Regions from separate parts of the Mus musculus genome. Here region 2 is linked to region 1. A link is a contact called in public Hi-C data. All regions are on one chromosome and are shown on one strand. Each heading gives the region's core, a stretch centred on a gene start, on an enhancer-like site or on the middle of the called end of the contact. The rest is flanking DNA. Distances are from core to core; before and after follow the strand shown.

Region 1 (2,801 bases), core at 206-2,705:
TCACTCCCTTTCAACCTCTCTATTGTTTAACATCGAAGAACACCCCAATCTGTCCCAGCCTTCCTCAACAAACTCCCATGAGCCATGAGCCTCTTTTTTTTTTTTTGGCTTGCTCTTGGCTACCAAGACCTGCTAACTCTATGCATATGGCTGGGTGCCCTGGATTGCAAATCTTAGCTTCTCCCACATTTTAGCAATTCTCTAGCCCTCGACACTTAGCCTTCATCTTGCACACTCAGCTCTTTGGTCCCTGCCTGGCCAGGCTGCCAAGCTGCCACCCACATCTGGTGGGGCTTTCTTGTCACACCTGGAGGAATGGGGAGAGAGCTGGATCACTCAGCTGCTGCAGTGTAACCTCATTTTGTTAGTCACTATCCATACTGCCGATTTTCAAATGTGTAGCAGACAATAGAACATTTGCTAAATTTCCCTTGACCTCTGCTTCCCTCAACAGAAGCTCGAGACTCGACTCTGGGTTTGCGATATGTTGCTTTCTATTCCCCGAGACTGCTCAATACTGGCATGCATTTTGATGGAGAGGAGAAAATGGTGAGTGTGCTTATAAATTAACAGTCAAGGATGTGTTCAAACCCTGAATTATTCCCACAGGAAACAAGTCACTGGCTCCAACATCCCTTCTCTTTCTTACGTTGCCAGAAACAGATGTTGACAGCTCCCTCATTTGGGAATCGATGCGGAAAGATAGTTATTACCCAGGAGAAACAAGCTATACTGCACATGACTCCTTAGAAGCAAGAAGCAGTTTATTTAAACTTAGAGAAAGTCCACGCTGACAACCTGCGTGCAGAAGCGAATGAAACTCACACCGAAAATCTCACGGTTTCATAGACGGTTTTTGAGGCTAGTTAAAAGTTGACAGAAAGCTTAGAGAGCTGCGGGGCAAAGTCAGATCTGAGACCAAAGTCCCCTCTCTACACAAAGCCACTGAAAAATATCAATCACTCAGCTGGCTATTGGGCCCATATCGCTCAAAGGAATTCAATTTTCTAAACACATTTTTAGAAGAAAAAAAGCCATAATTAATGTTTTCACTTAAAAGGCATCTATATGTCACATATATGAAACCTTATATAGGCTATACTCGTATGTGTGCACATAATGGCAGGTGAATGTTGTTTCAAAGAGACTTCAGAATGAAAGTTATTAGATTCTGGGGGAAAAAGAACTCTGGAAAATACTCATAATATTCTCATAACTTGCCCGCTGGTACCTGCCCATAGACTAATTGTGAAACATTCTTAGGGTAGGTGCCTTTTGTTTTCTCTTTGCTTTTTCTCTGCAAGTGGCATTCCTGAGTCTGCTGAGGGCTGCATCTCTGACATGTAGCCCTGAGGAATGTATGTGTTGTTGAATGAATGGAGCTGAATATGGGGGTGAGGGCAGATGCTCCAATGGATGGGGAAAGGGCTGAAGCAGGCAGAACCCACAGTACGTAGCAATCAGCGCTGGGATGAGTCTCTTTCAACAAAAATGTCATGCTGACCTGGTAGGGAGGGTGGCAGGATAGAAGCCCTGCAAGTGGGATCTGGCAGCCGCTATCAGAGGGACAGAGTCAATATATAATCAGGGTGACCTGAAACCGCCAATCACACTCCCTGTCTTCAGAGACACAGGCTCGGGAAGTTTCAAATGTGCAAGACTGCCCTTTTCTGTTCATCGTGCTGAAGGAGCCAAGACCTCCTGAGGTCACCAGGCCTCAGCACACAGCTGGTTCAGGGACACGATACCACTGGTCCATGTGGCTTTGATGCCTGTGGATGGAACCCTACCTGACATTTGATGGTCTGGTCATTAAGACCTGTGTCATGTTTGTTCCAAATATACCATATATTGAGAGCTCAAGGCCCTCTCTGCTCAAAAGTTTTGACAACTTTATTGCCTTAGAGAGAATGGACTAAGAATCTGATCCAGTTAATGTTCATATGTCTGTCACTTATCTTGGGGTCACCAGTGAGTCTATTTTGTTAACTGCACCTGTCAAAATATACAGTAAACAAGATAACCTTATTTTACAAACTCATGCATCTAACTTCAACCAGTAAGTCTGTGTTTTATGAATTGTTCATCATTTAGTGAAATCTCATGTAAAAACAAAAAGAAAGAGAAAACAAACAAAACAAATAAATAAGAACCACACACAGTTTGTGAAAACAAGATGCTGGTGGCAAATAAAAAGTCCTACAAATTGGAAATATGAGGGGATGTCTTTACAATAATGACTTTAAGCTATACCATGAGTCTTCCAGGAGTGTGGTCTACACCACAGTGGTGACCGTGGGACCGAAGCAACACTCTAGACTTTCAGGATTTATAGGAACTGGATTTTAATCACTTGGGGCAGAAACCTAACTTTAAACAACATAGCTAAATCTAAAGAAACTGCCAACCAAAAAGGGCAGCAGGAACCCATTTGGGCCTTAGGAACGCACCTTGGCTACGATGCCTGTCTAATGACCGTGTTTGCTCGGTGTGACTTATTTCTCAGTGCCCATTTCTCACAGGCAGTCTGGGTCTACTCATGGCTCCCTTTCCACTAAACTGGAACTATTCCTTCACATAACTGCAGTTTCCCCATCTATACAGAATTTACTCTCAGAATTGTTTGTTTATCTGCTGTCTTCTCGGTGTTAGATACCAGACCTAGTGCCTCAGATGTCTAAGGCAAGGCCTCTTCCACTGCAATGTTTCTGGATTTGCTTCGAAATCCCATCCTCTCATTTATTTCCCATTTTCCTTGGACTTCCCCTCCTTTCCTTCCTTTCCTTTAAAGATTAGTTTTA
Region 2 (2,700 bases), core at 170-2,669, 420 kb before region 1:
GCCTTCTTGAGTATTTTATAGTTTTGGGGGAAAAGCTTTAGAATCTGTATTAATCATTTTTAAAGATAAACAACCTCAGTGGCGAAGACTGGATTATCTCTAAATGACCTATTCATGGGAGCACGGGTTACAATTCAAAGGTAAAGATCAAGATATCAAAACTTGCCAACTCTCTTCCCCAAGTCCGATAGCCCTTCATGTCTCCACGTCTGTCATTCTGGTTATCGGCTAGGAGTTACTCATTCCATGATGTCAGCTATGTAGATATCCAGGAATACTTCTTGCAGTTCCATGTCGGAAGTTGAGCTCCATCTCAACAGTTTGTCTAAAGACAGGCATTGCCATGCGCTGGGACTGCTACGGTCCCTGAATGTTGACTGAGATGCTCGCTTTGGCAAAAGAGGAAGCCGCACTTCTGGGTTGGTCGATAGAAATGCCTCAGATCTGGGTGCCCCTGTGAGTAGCCAAATGGCAGAACTGTCACATTCTTGGTACACTGAGGTGGTTCAAACAGCCGATTAGTGTAAGCAGTGTTTTGGAAAACTGTCGACAGTTAGCTACTGTTCTTTCAAACTCCATTTTGTAGCTCTGACAGAAACTTGGTTTAACTTACAGAGGGAAAGCGAGAGACAAAGAGAGGTGTCGGTGTGAAGTGCCCAGTGGAGAGGCAGAGCCCCTCATTTAAGTGTCGAGTGCGACACTGTATTAACCTTTTTGATGGACGTATGTGATAAGGTGACATGTAAATGGAACATGAGGGTAGATATGACACCGCACCTGGCTGGGGATGAAACAGTCGCCTGAATACTGGGCTATTATAGCAGTTTGCAAACCTTGAGTAAACTCAGTCAGCGGTTGTGTAATTGGTTATTCAATCCCGACCCTTGTTCACAGCTCAAAGCCAGGAACACTGAGACCCGTTGCCAATTTAACTGAATATAGAGACTGTACTCGGCCGGGGCCTAACACTGGAGCCAGGCCTTTTCCTGTGGGCCGGTTTCCACCATGTCTGAGGCTGGCTCTGTGACAGTAGGCCTTTTGTTGTGCGAGCCTGGCTGCTGCTCCCCTTCTCTGCAGAAATGTCTAACAGCTACACAAATAAAGAAAATAGGAACAGGGAGGCAGTGTAGCAGATCTCTGGGTAAGCTGATGCAGAGTTCTTAGTTTTCTCCCCACCCTTCCTTATGTGGGGGGAGTGAATGGGGAGAGTTAAGTAAACTTGGGGAGTGATATAGAATCTACCTCTAGATAACAAGGGAACCTCCATGATGCCCCATGGAACATGATACGTATGGAGACATTGCATGTATGACTGCATTCATGAACATGGGTTTGCATTTCCCCTCTTCTCCTATGAACATCTAAGGAGGCAGGCTTTGCTGAGCACTCTATTGTGCTTGAAAGCTACAGTGTGTTTACAAACCTGTTATGTATTTAACTTTGTGAAGCAAGCACCCCTCCACTCTGGCTAAGCACCCTGGATTCCAGCCAGTAGACTAACCATTCACTGACTTGAATCTAATAAAAACTCTGAGAAAAATTAGCTAAGACTCAGATTCCAATGTCTGTTCTGAAGAATGCCCGATCTTCTCAGAAAGAGGGCTTCAGAAAGAAAACTGACAGACATGCCATATTTGCCAGTTAGGTGATGGTCTGAGAAACCTGAGACTTATCCTTGTCCAGTGAGGTTTCTATGTGATGTTGTTTCTGCTTGCAGGCTGTGACGTGTCGCGCGCGAAGTGTGTGAATCAGAAAACAAAGCAAAAAGCACAAGAGTAAAGAAACACATGCAAAAATATTCTGAAGTAGAGAATTTGATAGGGATTTTGAGAGTGTATGTATATGTGCATGGATGTGTGCGTGAGAGAGAGAGAGAGAGAGAGAGAGAGAGAGAGAGAGAGGCTTTACCATTGCAGAGTCACAGTTCTCTCAAGACTGTCAAGGTCTCCTCTGAGTGACCATAGCACTTTGAGGTTCAGTAGCAGCAGCCTTGGTCCCTCAACGTTTTGTTTTAGTTAACTGAGTAGCCTCCTGTTGGGGGGTTGCTGCGAGCTCCTAATAATTTTGACTTAATGTGATTCAGGCCAACTTGGAGGGTTGGAAGATAGTGAGTGACCTGTGGAGAGGAAAGAAATGGGACAAGGGAATGGGTAGGGAGTTGGTTTGGTGCCAAGCGAGGCATCCTGACCAAAAGGAAGGAAGCAAATTGGTGCTATACACAATTAATCATTGAAAGGGGACTGGCTATTGTTAGGCAAACATAAGTACAGAGGGAACAGTTAGCTGGAAATATGTGACAGGAAGAACTATAGACACTCCACAAGAAGGCTTTAATGGAAAAATACAGCCAGCTATCTCACTATAAGAGCTTTCCTGGTAGCCACATGCTATGAGCATTATTATAAAAGTTGTATTATAAAAATTGATTATAATCTAGCATAATATATTTAGGTTTAATAAAGGCATATAGTGGTACTGAGTGTCATGGTATAGTAGGGAGCCCTTAGCATTGGTGTGTTCATTAGTGTCGTATCTCACTGCACTGACATTCTAAACTCTTTACTTCCTGAAGGGAAAATAGGAATGTATATCTATGAGGAGAAGATGACAGACCTGGGCATCGCCCCTGTGAACCTTGGAAAATTACAGTTTCATTTGGATCTAACCATCTTGGTCTCTCAAGTGGTTTTCCTGTTTATT

The links. A called contact is a pair of places that touch in the nucleus more often than the background predicts.
Region 2: a contact with region 1 is called in a Hi-C map of liver, with 2.6 times the contacts expected there. The contact joins two enhancer-like sites. A contact is called at or near these places in 1 of 15 datasets of contacts at CTCF or cohesin (the NIH/3T3 cell line), 1 of 484 Hi-C or Micro-C datasets (liver) and 2 of 115 datasets of contacts at active chromatin or transcription factors (the NIH/3T3 cell line and embryonic fibroblasts).

Annotation. Positions count from the first base shown.
Region 1 is chr6:143,632,620-143,635,420 of GRCm38.p6, reverse strand. It overlaps 1700060C16Rik (RIKEN cDNA 1700060C16 gene), which reads left to right. Exons shown (of 5, transcript NR_045732.1): 2 at 455-549. Among named protein-coding and RNA genes, the nearest start is that of 1700060C16Rik, 17 kb to the left of the region's middle. Within about 2 kb of position 1,455, at least 6 of the 459 cell types and tissues checked have an H3K27ac peak or open chromatin away from gene starts, as enhancers often do. A contact at or near this core is called in liver, where this site is marked.
Region 2 is chr6:144,055,195-144,057,894 of GRCm38.p6, reverse strand. All of the region lies in intron 3 of Sox5 (SRY (sex determining region Y)-box 5), which reads left to right. Among named protein-coding and RNA genes, the nearest start is that of Gm52485, 70 kb to the right of the region's middle. Within about 2 kb of position 1,419, at least 108 of the 459 cell types and tissues checked have an H3K27ac peak or open chromatin away from gene starts, as enhancers often do. A contact at or near this core is called in liver, where this site is marked.